Regions from separate parts of the Sus scrofa genome. Here regions 1 and 3 are each linked to region 2. Evidence: chromatin contacts called from public HiChIP or PLAC-seq data. All regions are on one chromosome and are shown on one strand. The core of a region is the stretch at or near the end of the contact, and the rest is flanking DNA. Distances in the headings are between cores, read along the strand shown.

Region 1 (4,545 bases), core at 1,437-3,936, 280 kb before region 2:
ACCTACACTACAGCTCATGGCAATGCTGGATTCTTAACCCATTGAGTAAGGCCAGGGATCAAACCCTCATCCTCACTGATACTAGTCCTATTTGTTAACTGCTGAGCCATAATGGGAACTCCCTGATCAATACATTTTACTTTTTTGTTGTTGTTGTTGTTGTTGTTGTTGTTGTTGTTGCTGCTATTTCTTGGGCCGCTCCCGCAGCATATGGAGGTTCCCAGGCTAGGGGTTGAATCGGAGCTGTAGCCACCGGCCTACGCCAGAGCCACAGCAACGCGGGATCCGAGCCGCATCTGCAGCCTACACCACAGCTCACGGCAACGCCGGATCGTTAACCCACTGAGCAAGGGCAGGGATCGAACCCGCAACCTCATGGTTCCTAGTCGGATTCGTTAACCACTGCGCCACGACGGGAACTCCTTTACTTTATTTTTAATTAAATTTTTATTTATTTATTTTTTGTCTTTTTGCCTTTTCTAGGGCCGCTCCTGCAGCATATGGAGGTTCACAGGCTAGGGGTCCAGTCAGAGCTGTTGCTGCTGGCCTACGCCAGAGCCACAGCAATGCCAGATCCTAGCCGTGTCTGCAACCTACACCACAGCTCACGGCAATACCAGCGGATCCTCAACCCACTGAGCGAGGTCAGGGATCGAACCCTCAACCTCATGGTTCCTAGTCAGATTTGTTAACCACTGAGACATGACAGGAACTCCTGATCAATACATTTTAAATGTGAGTCACAAATATTGTTAAGATCTCAAAAATTTAAATTGAAGTAACTGCATGTTCATCAGGCTCTATCAGTACAGAAAGATAATTGTGGGGTGCTAAAAGAAGTCAAACACTACAAAGATAGGGCAACATCAATAATCATTGCAAAGAGTTCTACAAAGAAGCATTCACATTTAATGAAAATTATGTCTTAGGCCTGAATTTTATGACAATGCTTTGGAGTTCCACTATCACCTCTAACATATGAATAAAAATTCCCTCAAATTGGACTTCCCTGGTGGCCCACCAATTAAGGATCTGGTTTGCCATTGCTGTGGCTCAGGTCACTGATGTGGCTCGGTTTGATGGCCTGGGAACTTCTGCATGCAGTGCCCCCCACCCTACCCCCAATCGCTCAAATCAAAGCTAAATGCAGTCTTTCCAGTGGGTTGTTCCATGGTAAATTTACCGGAGATAGGGGGTAGCATTTGATTTTACAGTTTATGGGGCCTTCATCTTGAATATCTAACAGTGTCTGATCCATACTTAGTTCTCCTTAAGTGTTGAGTGAATGAAAGCAAGCCATAGAAAAGTTGCCTTTCAGATCTCATTACTGATTTGAGTTACCAAAATTAAGAATACATTTGTGTGGAGTTCCTGTCCTGGTGCAGGTGAAACGAATCCGACTAGGAACCATGAGGTTGTGGGTTCCATCCCTGGCCTCGCTCAGTGGCATTAGCAGTGAGCTGTGGTGTAGGCAGCAGACGCGGCTGGGATCTGGCGTTTCTGTGGCTGTGGTGTAGGCTGGCAGCTTGTAGCTCCGATTGGACCCCTAGCCTGGGAGCCTCCATATGCCCAGGGTGCGGCCCTAAAAAGCAAAACAAAAACAAAAAAAAAGCAGTGCACAAAGTAGAAATCAGAGTTTGTCAACTCTACATTTAAATGCCTTTCACGGAGTTCCCGTCGTGGCGCAGTGGTTAACGAATCCGACTAGGAACCATGCCTTGCTCAGTGAGTTAAGGATCTGGCATTGCCACGACCTGTGGTGTAGGTTGCAGATGCGGCTCGAATACCACGTTGCTGTGGCTGTGGTGCAGGCCCGCAGCTGTAGCTCCAATTAGACCTCTAGCCTGGGAACCTCCATATGCTGCAGGAGCAGCTCTAGAAAAGGCAAAAAGACAAAAAAAATAATAATAAATGCCTTTCACATCAGTTTCTATTTCACGAGGTTTCTGCCCGTAGCCGCAGTCATTTAGGTTTAGAGGAGGCAAAAAAGCCGGGATCGCCGGTCACTGAGGCAAGGTCATCTACCCACCCCCTCCCCCAACGTCCTCCCGCTCTCCCAGGCTCAGAGTGGGGAGGCAGGCGGGCGCCCGGCCCCAGCTCCGCCCACGGGCCCCGGCGCCTCACCTTTGAGGAGTTGCACAGGAACCTCGTCTCGTACTCCTCATTCATGGTGATCACCCCGCGCACGTTCTCGTCCTGAACCAGCTGCCGAGGCAAAGAGGGGGCTCAGAAAGGGCCGCCGAGGCCCGGGAGGCGCTCGCCGGGCTCCCAGCCCCGGCGCGACCCTGCTTCCCGGCCCCGCTCACCCGGCGCGTCATGCTCCGCAGCGGCAACGCGCCCAGCAGCACCGTGGAGTCGATGCGGTTGTACCAGTCGCGGTGGGCCCGGCCCGGCACCTTCCCGCGGAACAGGGTGTACAGCAGCGTCGGGTAGAAGAGCACCCGGGCCAGGCCGGCCTCCAGCAACGTGCCGGCCGCCATCCCACCCCACCCGGCCCAGCGCAGTGACGACCTGCCCACCCCCGCGGTGGGCGGCCGCGAGGAGGGCCAGGAGGGCGACGAGGCCGAGGACTGAGAGTCCTCCGCGGCCTCCCGCGTAGGCTTCGCAGCAGGCGCGGGCCCCTCGAGCGCCGAGACCTTGGGCCAGGACTCCGGGGACACGTCGGGACAGCCTGGGCCCCCTGGGACCGGCCCCATGGCTCGGGGGGAGGGGCCGCCGGCCTCGGGGGAGGGACCCAGGCTTCCTGGGCGGGAAACTGGGACCCTGGCCGAGGAAGGACCCTTGTTGGGCCCGCGTTTGTGAATCTACCGCGTATGAAACTGTGACCCCTGCTTGTGGCCAGGGATTTCCCCCCCCCACTCCCTCGGGAGGGGGCTGTGACTTCAGGTGAGGGGGCTTCTGACCCCTGCGTGTGGAACTGTGACTAAGGTCAAGGGAGGCGGGGCCCTGGCCGAGGGCGGGTGGGCCTGTGACCACTCCCCCCACCCCCACCCTGGCCTAAGGGAGGAAACCGTGATACCAGGTGAGAGTGTGACTGCCAAAGGGGAGACTTCACCTGAAAGAGACTCTGGTAGCAGGGGCCCTGAAGAGGAGAGTGGAAGGGGCTTTGAGTTCTTAAGTAGAGGGGCTTGGTGAAGAGGGCTTGATCCAGAACAAACAGGGGAACTGGGTTCATGTGGCTCCTTCCCAGGCCACCCCCCACCTGCCTGAATCCATGGCTCCCTCCTCCTGACCAAACTGCAGTGTGTATATAATGAAAAAAATATAAATGATATCTATACTATTTATGAAAATGTTAGTATTAAAAATATTATGATAAATGTAAAACCCACAACCTAGAGACAAGAAAGTCATAATGCTGATTATTTACATTTAATAGTACTCTGAAACGTACATCTTATGGTTTTATTAAAAGGTGTATCTACTTATAAAAGCAATATATATTCATAACAACTGGAAAATACAGAAAAGTAGGAGTTCTCCTGTGGCACAGCAGGTAAGAATCTGGTGTTGTCACTGCAGTGGCTTGAGTTGTTGCTGTGGTGCAGGTTCCATCCCTGGCCCAGGAACACTGTTATGGCCAAAAAAAGAAATACAGGAAATTAGAACCTAATCACCCCAAATCCTACTGTCTCCAATACATTCATTTTTTTCCTTCCATTTTCTTTTCCATGTGTACCATTAAATTTGTTTTTATGACAGCTTTATTGAGATATAATTCACATATCATGAAATTCACCTGTTTAAAATGTATAGTTTGGAGTTCCTACTGTGGCTCACAGGGTTAAGAAGCCAGCATAATGTCCATGAGGATGTAGGTTCGATCCTGGCTTAGCTCATTGGGTTAAAGGTCTAGTGTTGCTGTGGCTGTGGTGTTGGCTAACAGCTGAACTTCCACATGCAACAGGTGCTGCCCTAAAAAAATTTTTAAATTTTAAAAATTGGAAGTGTCGATAAAATTTTTAGCTTTTTTTTTTTTTTTACTGAATATTTTGCCATAAGTCTTTTCAATATTACTACATTGTCATTTTTTCTTTTTTTTTTTTTTCCTTTTTCTAGCCCCATCTGCTGTAATGGAAGTTACCAGGCTAGGGATCAAACTGGAGCTGCAGCTGCCAACCTACACCACAGCCACAGCAATGCTGGATCCTTAACCCACTGAACCAGGCCAGGGATCAAACCCGAGTTCTCATTGTTACTAATTGGGTTAACCACTGAGCCAAAACGGGAACTCCCTATTTCCAAATTTTTTTTTTTTTTTGTCTTTTTGTCATTTCTTGGGCCGCTTCCGCGGCACATGGAGGTTCCCAGGCTAGGGGTCTAATCAGAGCTGTAGCTGCCAGCCTACACCAGAGCCACAGCAACGCAGGATCCAAGCTGTGTCTGTGACCTACACCACAACTCATGGCAATGCCGGATCATCAACCCACTGAGCAAGGGCAGGGATGGAACCCACAACATCATGGTTCCTAGTCGGATTCGTTAACCACTGCGCCATGACAGGAGCTCCCCCAAGTTTTTATTATAAAATATTTCCAACATGAA
Region 2 (4,196 bases), core at 215-2,714:
CCCTCAGGAGACTAAGGGTGAGGCTGGGCACGCTCGCCTCCCTCCAGGCATTTCTGGTTACAGCTACAGGACAAGACACCCAAGGGGTGTCTGGAACAAAACCCCAGAGGCTGAGTTGCTCCTGCTTGGCTTGGGAATTGGCAAAACGGATCAAGCATCCAAGCTCAGATTTAAGGGTCTAGCAAAGTAGTTTCTGACTCTGAAATAGCTCAAGCTTTCAAGACATTTTTGGAGTACCTGTTATGGGCCAGGCACTATGCTAGCACTGCATATAATGGTGTGCCATACAAACTTGATCTTTGTCTCTAGATGTTGTATTGTCTCCTTGAGGGCCAGCTCTTGCCTGATCTTGCCCTTCCTTACAGCTTCTTCCTCTCTCTTCACAAATAATTATTTCTGTTCCATATCTTATTTCCTCTCCTGGTCTCTAAGCCAGTTATAAAAGGGGAGATAGTTTCTGCCCTCAAGGACCTGGGCCTAGATAGGGTGACAGGTGGTGTAATAAAACCAGGCACACAGACGGACCCAAGAGCCTTGTTAACTAAGCACTTTGGACTGGGAGGGGCATCTGACCTAAAGCCATTCTCACAGGAGTTTTTCACAGACTGGGGACAGCAAACCCCCCAGCTGCATTTTGGGCCCTGGCTGTAAAGAGGGATGGGGAAAGCCAGAGGGGGGAGAGGGCCAGATGCACGGAGGATTTCATTTGGTAGGTGTCCACCAAGAACCGGTCCTCCCCTGGGACCCCATGGAGGGGCCAGAGCTCCCCCACCCACTCGTGAGACTCGTGTTGTCATCTCTGCAGGTTTATGTTCGAAGCACAGACTTTGACCGGACTCTCATGAGTGCTGAGGCCAACTTGGCTGGACTCTTCCCCCCTAATGGGATGCAGCGCTTTAATCCAAACATCTCTTGGCAGCCTATTCCTGTCCATACTGTGCCTGTTACCGAGGACAGAGTAAGACTGGCCAGCCCTTCCCTGGAGGCGGTGAGGGGGGCAGCTCTGGCCATTGGGCTGCTGATCCCCGACTCTTTCTCTGCCTCTGCTTCCCCCTTTGGTCTGCAGCTGCTGAAGTTCCCGTTGGGCCCATGTCCCCGTTTTGAGCAGCTGCAGAACGAGACCCGGCGGACACCAGAGTATCAGAATGAGAGTATTCAGAATGCAGTGAGTGGGGCCGAGGTGGAGGTCACCACACATTGTCCTTTCCCCCAGGGCAGGACTGATCCCTGATCCCTTTCTCATAGCAATTTCTGGAAATGGTGGCCAACGAGACAGGGCTTACGGACCTGACACTGGAGACCGTCTGGAATGTCTATGACACACTCTTCTGTGAGGTGAGCTGGCTCAGGGTCCCCGGTATGACTGTCCTCCTCTCACACCTCAGCAGGCCTAGGTGACCAGGCCATGTGCAACCGTGCCTGGACCCCATTCCTACCCGGGAGGTCCAGGCAAGCCGCCTCTTGTGAAACAAGGGAACTTCCCTCATGGGTGAAAAAGAACCTCAGAGTGGGAAATAGTTTATCGATCGTCAGCAGTTCCTGCTTCTCTCCACCCCGAGCTCTCGTGGTATCTGACTCCGTTCTGCTGAGTCACACTTTTGGTGCCCGAGCCTCCTTTCCTGTGCCCTGCGGCCTCATCACTGTCCACCATGTCTCCTGGTCGCAAACCTCTGCCTCTCCTCTCCCTGCACACACCCACACACACACAGGAAGAGAACGGCTCCCGGGAGAGGCTCTGGCCTGGGTGAGGAGCTAACCTGCCCGCTGCCACATACAGCAGACACACGGGCTGGTCCTGCCTCCCTGGGCCTCACCCCAAACCATGCAGCGTCTGAGCCGGCTAAAGGACTTCAGCTTCCGCTTCCTCTTCGGGATCTACGAGCAGGCAGAGAAGGCCCGGCTGCAGGGGGGTGAGTGACAACAGCAGCATGTCACTCCCCTGTCAGATCCCTACAGCATTAGGAATCCGCTCTTGGGGGCCTCTCACATGCTACCTGAAGTGTTCTCTGCTCTTCAGAACTAGGCCCCCCTAGTCATCCCCTTAGTCATCGGTGTCCCCAGCTGTCTAGATGCCTAGCACGTTTGTCCTGTGTGAGTGAGCACGGTTGGGTGTGTGCTGCTTTTCTGCCATTCACATTCTTTTAAGTTTCACCATGTCAGAAAGCCCTCCCTCCCCTCCAATGAATCCCTTCCTCCAGATGACCACAAGGGCCCACTTTGAAAGAGGCTGACAGTCATACACAGGCCAGTTTCCTGACGTGAGCACCCCAAGGGAGTGCCAGCTGACGAACCTTTGCGACATCTCAGTTTTCAGAGCCTGCACATGACAGAGTTCCCCTGGCCTGGAGCCACCATCTTGTGTGTTCTGAAGCAATCTTGAGTTTATATTTATTCCCACCTGGAGTAATTCTTCAAACATGGGCAGGGCTTCGTAACTCATTTATAAATAAGTGGCGGGTTTCTGCATCGGTGTTGAAACACAGATAGCTAGCTTGAGCTTGCTTTCTCCTACACATGTGAAAGTTCTTAGAGAGCAGGTGCCGTAGAGTTCCTGTGTAGTTCCCATGAGCCTGGAGTTCTCTGTGGTGATCAGAGCCAGGACTCGCAGAGGGTGAGAGAACGGCAGATAGGTCTGGTGAGAAGATGGTGACGGCTATAGCCACTGACACTGGGGACTTCTGTCCTTCAGGAGTCCTGCTGGCCCAGATACGGAAGAACCTGACCCTGATGGCAACCACCTCCCAGCTCCCCAAGCTGCTGGTCTACTCAGCGGTAAGCTCCCACAGCCCGCGGTGTGCGGATGTCAGGCCAAGAGCTGGGTCTCGTCCCTCTTCAGTGCCTGGGGGTGTGGGGGGCTGTGCTGATGGGGAGCCCTTCTCCCTTACAGCATGACACCACCCTGGTTGCCCTGCAAATGGCACTGGATGTCTACAACGGTGAACAAGCTCCCTATGCGGCCTGCCACATATTTGAACTGTACCAGGAAGATAATGGGTGAGTGGAGCTGCTGCTCTGCCCTCAGGCAGGGAGCTCCCGTGACTGATGGCTGTGGACAGCCTGAGGCGCTGCTGTCAGCCTAGCGAGCAGCTCCCATCTTGTCTCCTATGAACCTTCAGGAATTTCTCAGTGGAGATGTACTTTCGGAATGAGAGTGACAAGGCCCCCTGGCCGCTGATCCTGCCCGGCTGCCCTCACCGCTGCCCGCTGCAGGACTTCCTTCGCCTCACCGAGCCTGTCATACCCAAGGATTGGCAGCAGGAGTGCCAGCTGGCAAGTGGTCCTGCAGACACAGGTGAGCTGCTGCCTGCCTCCGTGCTGGCCATGTCCTAGAATAACTTCCCACTCATACCTGTAGGTCTTGAGAGCGCTGACGCACTTCAGCCATGCTACCGCGGGTCCCCACAGTTCCCTTCGCTGCCCCTCGCCCCAGACGGACTCACTGAGGCCCCTCCTTATGCCACTGAGGAAACAAGAGCACCAGAGATCTCACCCTCCCACCGCCAGGTCTTCCAGCTTTCTTGCGGGTATAAGCTGCCACCTCGGGCCAGCCTTTCCACTTACACGCCAGGTCCTTCTCTTCTCACTTCAACTTGGAACCCAGTGCTCAGCGTTCCTGCTTTATGGGATCACTCCCATCCCAAAGCCTAACAAAAACCTCTTCAGCCCATGTCCTCCTTCAGCTGCCACTCCCTGTGTCACTCCCCATCGAGGGTGGAATCCTTCAGAGTTGCCTGGTCTCTGGTGTCACGTCCTCACTGCCCATTCTCTCAGACTCACCTGCCACTCCACAGAAGCCACTCTTGTCAAGGACCAATGACCTGCTCTCACCAAAGCCAGCGACCAGTTCTTAGTCAGCTTCTTTCACCTCTCAACAGCATTACAGAATCGGTCACCCCTTCCTTAAATACTCTGTTGGCTTCTCTGCCAAGAAAAGGTTAGGCTTTTCTCAAAGGCAGCTTCCTTTACTGGCTTCCCCTCCCTACTAACCAGTGAATGGCCCAGGACTCATCCTGGCCCTTTCCCCACCAATGCCCACTCCCAAGGTGAGCTTAACCTGGCCTTGGCTTTAGACACCATCTCCATGCTAAGTTTTGTCTTTTTATGACTCCAATTCATGACCTCTTCTCTCAGCTGCAGACTTGAGGTCTTTCCATGGATGTCAGCTAAGGCATTTCATATCTGAGATCTAAAATCAC
Region 3 (4,130 bases), core at 288-2,787, 310 kb before region 2:
TAGGGAGCAGGGCAGGGAGCAAGAGTGGGCCAGGGGCAAAAGCAGGCAGTTAAGGCCCATGCTGGGTTGCCCCCCTCCCCCAGCAGCCCCAGCTTGAGCCACCCCCTTCCCACCCCATGTCCCAGGCTGGAGGAAAGACCTCAAACATCACTTCCGGGGCCTCTGGCTCCTGCAGGGCACCTCCCACGCTGGTGCTGTCCATGGGATGCCCTGGGGCAGCAGAGAGGAGTCAGGCCTTCTGCCAATCTCCACCCTGAACCCCCCAGCCTCCCAGAAATGCCGCTGAGCTGCCTAGTAGGGGTGCCTAGAGAGTCTTCTGTCTACAAAAGAACAGGAATGCCATCTCATGTCCACCTCCCCCTAAACACATATGCAGATTGATATTCACTCTCCCAAGCGTAGGTCTTGTGATCCCAAATGCATCATCCCCAAACCCAGATACCATCTCGGCAAACATCCAAGACTCCTCCTTCAACTTCTATGGTTCCCTTGGCCAAGAGCTCCAGGCCAACGGGTCACAAGACACTTTACTTCCCATTTCCCTTCCCTTTAATCATCTAGGGACAGCGTAACCTAGACCAGTGCCAGTGACCCTCCCCAAAGGTCGAAGACCCCTTTGAGAAGAACCTGTTCCCTCCTTGCTCCTCAATAAGTGACTGAGTACAGGGCAAGGAGGCCAGGCCAGGCAGGATGTCTGTCGCAGCTTCCTTCGCCCCTCTCTGGGGTGCTGCCTAGCCCTTGGAATGACTGTCCTAAGCCCAGGGCCGGTCAAGGGGTCCTAGTTTGCACATTAGCTGGAATGGAATAAGACCAAAGCCCCTGGGGAGCACCTAGAGCTATCTGCCCTTACTTCACCTGGTTCTGGGGGTCAGGCCCACACCAGTTCCTCTCCCCACCCCTCACCCCCTACAGCACAGGGCAGCCTGGTACCCGTCATGACCACAGTTCCTAAGCCCTGCTAGGCTCAGATAGAACCAAGTCTAACTGCCAGCAGCCATCTTTGGCTCCCAACCACCCCCACCCTAAAGCCCTGGTACCTGCACGGTGCTGGGTTGTGGTCACCCCAGGGAGGAGGCAAATGGCTATCATTAACCAAGCCAGGAACTGCATCGTCCCAGCCATGGTCCACCACGTCCTCTGAGTCTTAATCTCCCCAGCTGCTCTCTGCTCCTCCATCTGCCTACGACACACCAGGACTCCAACTTTCCACCACAGGCTGCTCCAGCCGTTCCCTGCTTTGCGTGTCAGTCTTCAGCTCTCAACAGGGAGGGGCTGGCTCTGGCTTCTCAGGGGCTCTTTCCATCCCATAGAAATGTGGAATTTTTGGTTGTTGGCAGTAGGAGCTTGGCTCCCTGCTTGTCAGGCCCTAAGCCTATTCCTGCCCAGATGGGCGGGATGCTTAGTTAATAGGAAAAAGGTGTTTGGTAGCAAACAGCACTGGCTTAGCCCTCCAAAGAGGTAGGCAAGAGTCTAGGCAGTAACACTACCTTACTATCTGTCCTCACCCCTAAAACATTCTGTAACTGCACATAGCCTGACACCCAGTCCAGTCCAGCCCAGCCCAGCCCAGCCCAGCCCAGCCCAGCCCAGCCCAGCCCAGCCCAGCCCATCCTCCAGGGAGCCCCCCAGTAGCCAAGAGCAACAGCTGCAAAGCCTGGTCTTCTAACTGCATGGTGTCCGGCTGAGCGGCTCATTGAGAGGCAGAGCCAAACACTTCCAACTCAGGCACTCAGCCACTGGCTCAACAGACCCCAGACTGGCTGGGCTGGGGAGTACTGTTTCCTGGCAGACAGATCTGCAGCTCCTGATGGTGTTTTGCCCCAGACTGGGACCCTCTTTACTTGCTTACAGCATTCTTAGTTCAGGCCAGAGTCCAGGAAGATTCCCTTGGCGCAAGTGTGATGGGTTGTCAAGTTGCAGGGAGCAGGACACAGGGTTCAAGACTCAAAAATGAGCTGCAGCAATTCCTGGCTCTGACTGTTGGCTCACGGAACCCTATGATTGTTTGGATAGGATGAGGGTGGGAGGGGACTGCTCTAGTGCCACCTAGGTCCCTGGATCCATCAACTGCCACCAGAGGTCTGCTGTGACAAGGGGCTTTCTCCAGGAGGTGTTGTGACACCTCTAAGTCTCAGAAGAGGCCATGCCACACCCATCCTGAACCGTGTGGACTGTGACAACGTTTAATTTCAGCCTCAGAAATCTCTTTCAGAAGTACATCAGGCCTGCAGGTCACCACGTCTGAAACTGCCTATTTAGTCCCATTAAAATAAGACCCCCCAGGGAGTTCCTGTCGTGGCACAGTGATTTGCGAATCCGACCAGGAACCATGAGGTTGCGGGTTCGATCCCTGCCCTTGCTCAGTGGGTTAACGATCCGGCGTTGCCGTGAGCTGTGGTGTAGGTTGCAGACTCGGCTCGGATCCCAAGTTGCTGTGGCTCTGGTGTAGGCTGGCGGCTACAGCTCTGATTCGACCCCTAGCCTGGGAACCTCCATATGCTGCGGGAGCGGCCCAAGAAATAGCAAAAAGACCAAAGGAAAAAAAGAAAGAAATGGCAAAAAGACAAAAAAAAAAAAAAAAAAAAAGACCCCCAGTTTGTAAGAGTCTAAGGGACTTGGCAAAACCCCTGCCTGCACACACCCCCACCCTGCCCCATTCAAAGCTTCACTTCTACTCATAAGTACTTAGGAAGTAGTGTGTCTAAGCAGGATTTTATTTACAGGGACACTCAATTACAGATAAGGCGCTTGCTAGGGTACATATGCCTTCCCTGGAACTACTTGGTTTCAGGTTTCTTGTCTCCGGCTTCAAGCTTGAGATCCTCAGGGGGCTGGCGATAGGCAGGGAAAGCCTCCCACGGGCTGTTTAGATCAAACTTGCGGAACTCTTGGGCCAACTCCACTGGCTCGGCCACCACCCGCTTCACCTCATCATCGTAGCGCAACTGCAAGAGAAAAAGGCAAGCTTGAGCACTGAGGAAGGCCTTGTCCTAACCATTAAAGGCCCACGTTCCCAAAGCCCTGGGTGACTTCCTCAGCCCCTTTACTCTTCTGTCGTTGACTCCTGTCCTGACTTCTATAAGTTTCCATTCTCGTCTGTTACCCATCAGGTCATATTTCAACCACAGTCTAAAGTGGCCTCTACCTCATGCCTTCATCCAGTCAGGCCTTCCTGTCACCACCCCCACACCAGGAGCTCTGAGCTCCTTTCCCACCAGAACTGACTTTGCTCACCTATCCGTACACTCTCATAAAGTGAGGGTGAGATCTACCCAGGATTGGGAGCAAGTCAGTGGCTGAAAAGAGTAAACCTTACCCAGCAAGTACCCAAGTTCAGGAGTTCCTGTTGTGGCTCAGCAGTAACAAACCCGACTCGTATCCATGAGGATTCAGGTTCGATCCCTGGCCTCACTCAATGGGTTAAGGATCTGGCCTTGCCGTGAGCTGTGGTCTAGGTTGGCAGCTACAGCTCCGATTCAACCCCTAGCCTGGGAACTTTCATACGCCCCAAGTGTGGCCCTAAACAAAAACAAAAAAAAAGAAAAAAAAGAAAAAGCGTTCAAGTTTAGGCACTGTGGCCTTAGCATTATCACTGCCAAGGTGCAAGGCAGTAAATCTGGCATGGCTTTTCTCATTATTAGAGGATCAGTTGGATAAGGTAATGACAATCATGGGAATGGGACCAAGCCAACACTAAGAAAACAAGAGAATGTGGAAACTGAAGAGAAACACTGGACTGCCACTACCTCAACATTTCTAAAAAGTTACTTTGCTATAAAAATCATGTGTGTGTGTATAAAATAAACCATCTTCCTAACAATAAACATCCTGGAGCATGTTGCAGTGGTAAAGGAAAGCAATGAAATTCTTTATAAGCCTCTTGTAGGTATGTTACCTGCCCTGCCTCTGGCCATTCTCAAAGGCTAAACATTTTAGTGTCTTGCATTCTCAGAGATCCAGGACAAGGTAAAACCATGCCACACTTCCAGATTCTGGGAACAGATCAAATGTGTCCTCAAAGTTGCCTTGATCATTAAAACGACCATTAAAATAATGACTAATATCAATTAAGTACTTCCAATACATCAGTTTTACACATACATTAACTTGCTGCAAATCTACTACTTTAG

Evidence for each region. HiChIP or PLAC-seq counts read pairs in DNA pulled down with a chosen protein or histone mark.
Region 1: an H3K27ac HiChIP or PLAC-seq map of alveolar macrophages shows a contact between it and region 2. The contact joins the promoter of PTPMT1 here to the promoter of NR1H3 in region 2. A contact is called at or near these places in 1 of 5 promoter capture datasets (fetal skeletal muscle) and 2 of 2 datasets of contacts at active chromatin or transcription factors (alveolar macrophages and skeletal muscle).
Region 3: a contact with region 2 is called in an H3K27ac HiChIP or PLAC-seq map of alveolar macrophages. The contact joins the promoter of FAM180B here to the promoter of NR1H3 in region 2. A contact is called at or near these places in 1 of 5 promoter capture datasets (fetal liver) and 1 of 2 datasets of contacts at active chromatin or transcription factors (alveolar macrophages).

What each region holds. Positions count from the first base shown.
Region 1 is chr2:15,050,129-15,054,673 of Sscrofa11.1, forward strand. PTPMT1 (protein tyrosine phosphatase, mitochondrial 1) reads right to left here and starts at 2,687. Exons shown (of 4, transcript NM_001244377.1): 1 at 2,307-2,687; 2 at 2,125-2,205. The coding sequence starts at 2,480.
Region 2 is chr2:15,335,321-15,339,516 of Sscrofa11.1, forward strand. It overlaps NR1H3 (nuclear receptor subfamily 1 group H member 3), which reads right to left and starts at 1,465. Exons shown (of 10, transcript NM_001101814.1): 1 at 1,288-1,465. It overlaps ACP2 (acid phosphatase 2, lysosomal), which reads left to right. Exons shown (of 11, transcript NM_001244740.1): 4 at 806-958; 5 at 1,067-1,165; 6 at 1,246-1,335; 7 at 1,778-1,910; 8 at 2,690-2,772; 9 at 2,888-2,994; 10 at 3,117-3,292.
Region 3 is chr2:15,028,462-15,032,591 of Sscrofa11.1, forward strand. FAM180B (protein FAM180B) reads right to left here and starts at 1,538. Exons shown (of 2, transcript XM_013994332.2): 1 at 1,038-1,538. The coding sequence starts at 1,176. It overlaps NDUFS3 (NADH:ubiquinone oxidoreductase core subunit S3), which reads right to left. Exons shown (of 7, transcript NM_001243796.1): 7 at 2,686-2,945. The coding sequence ends at 2,778.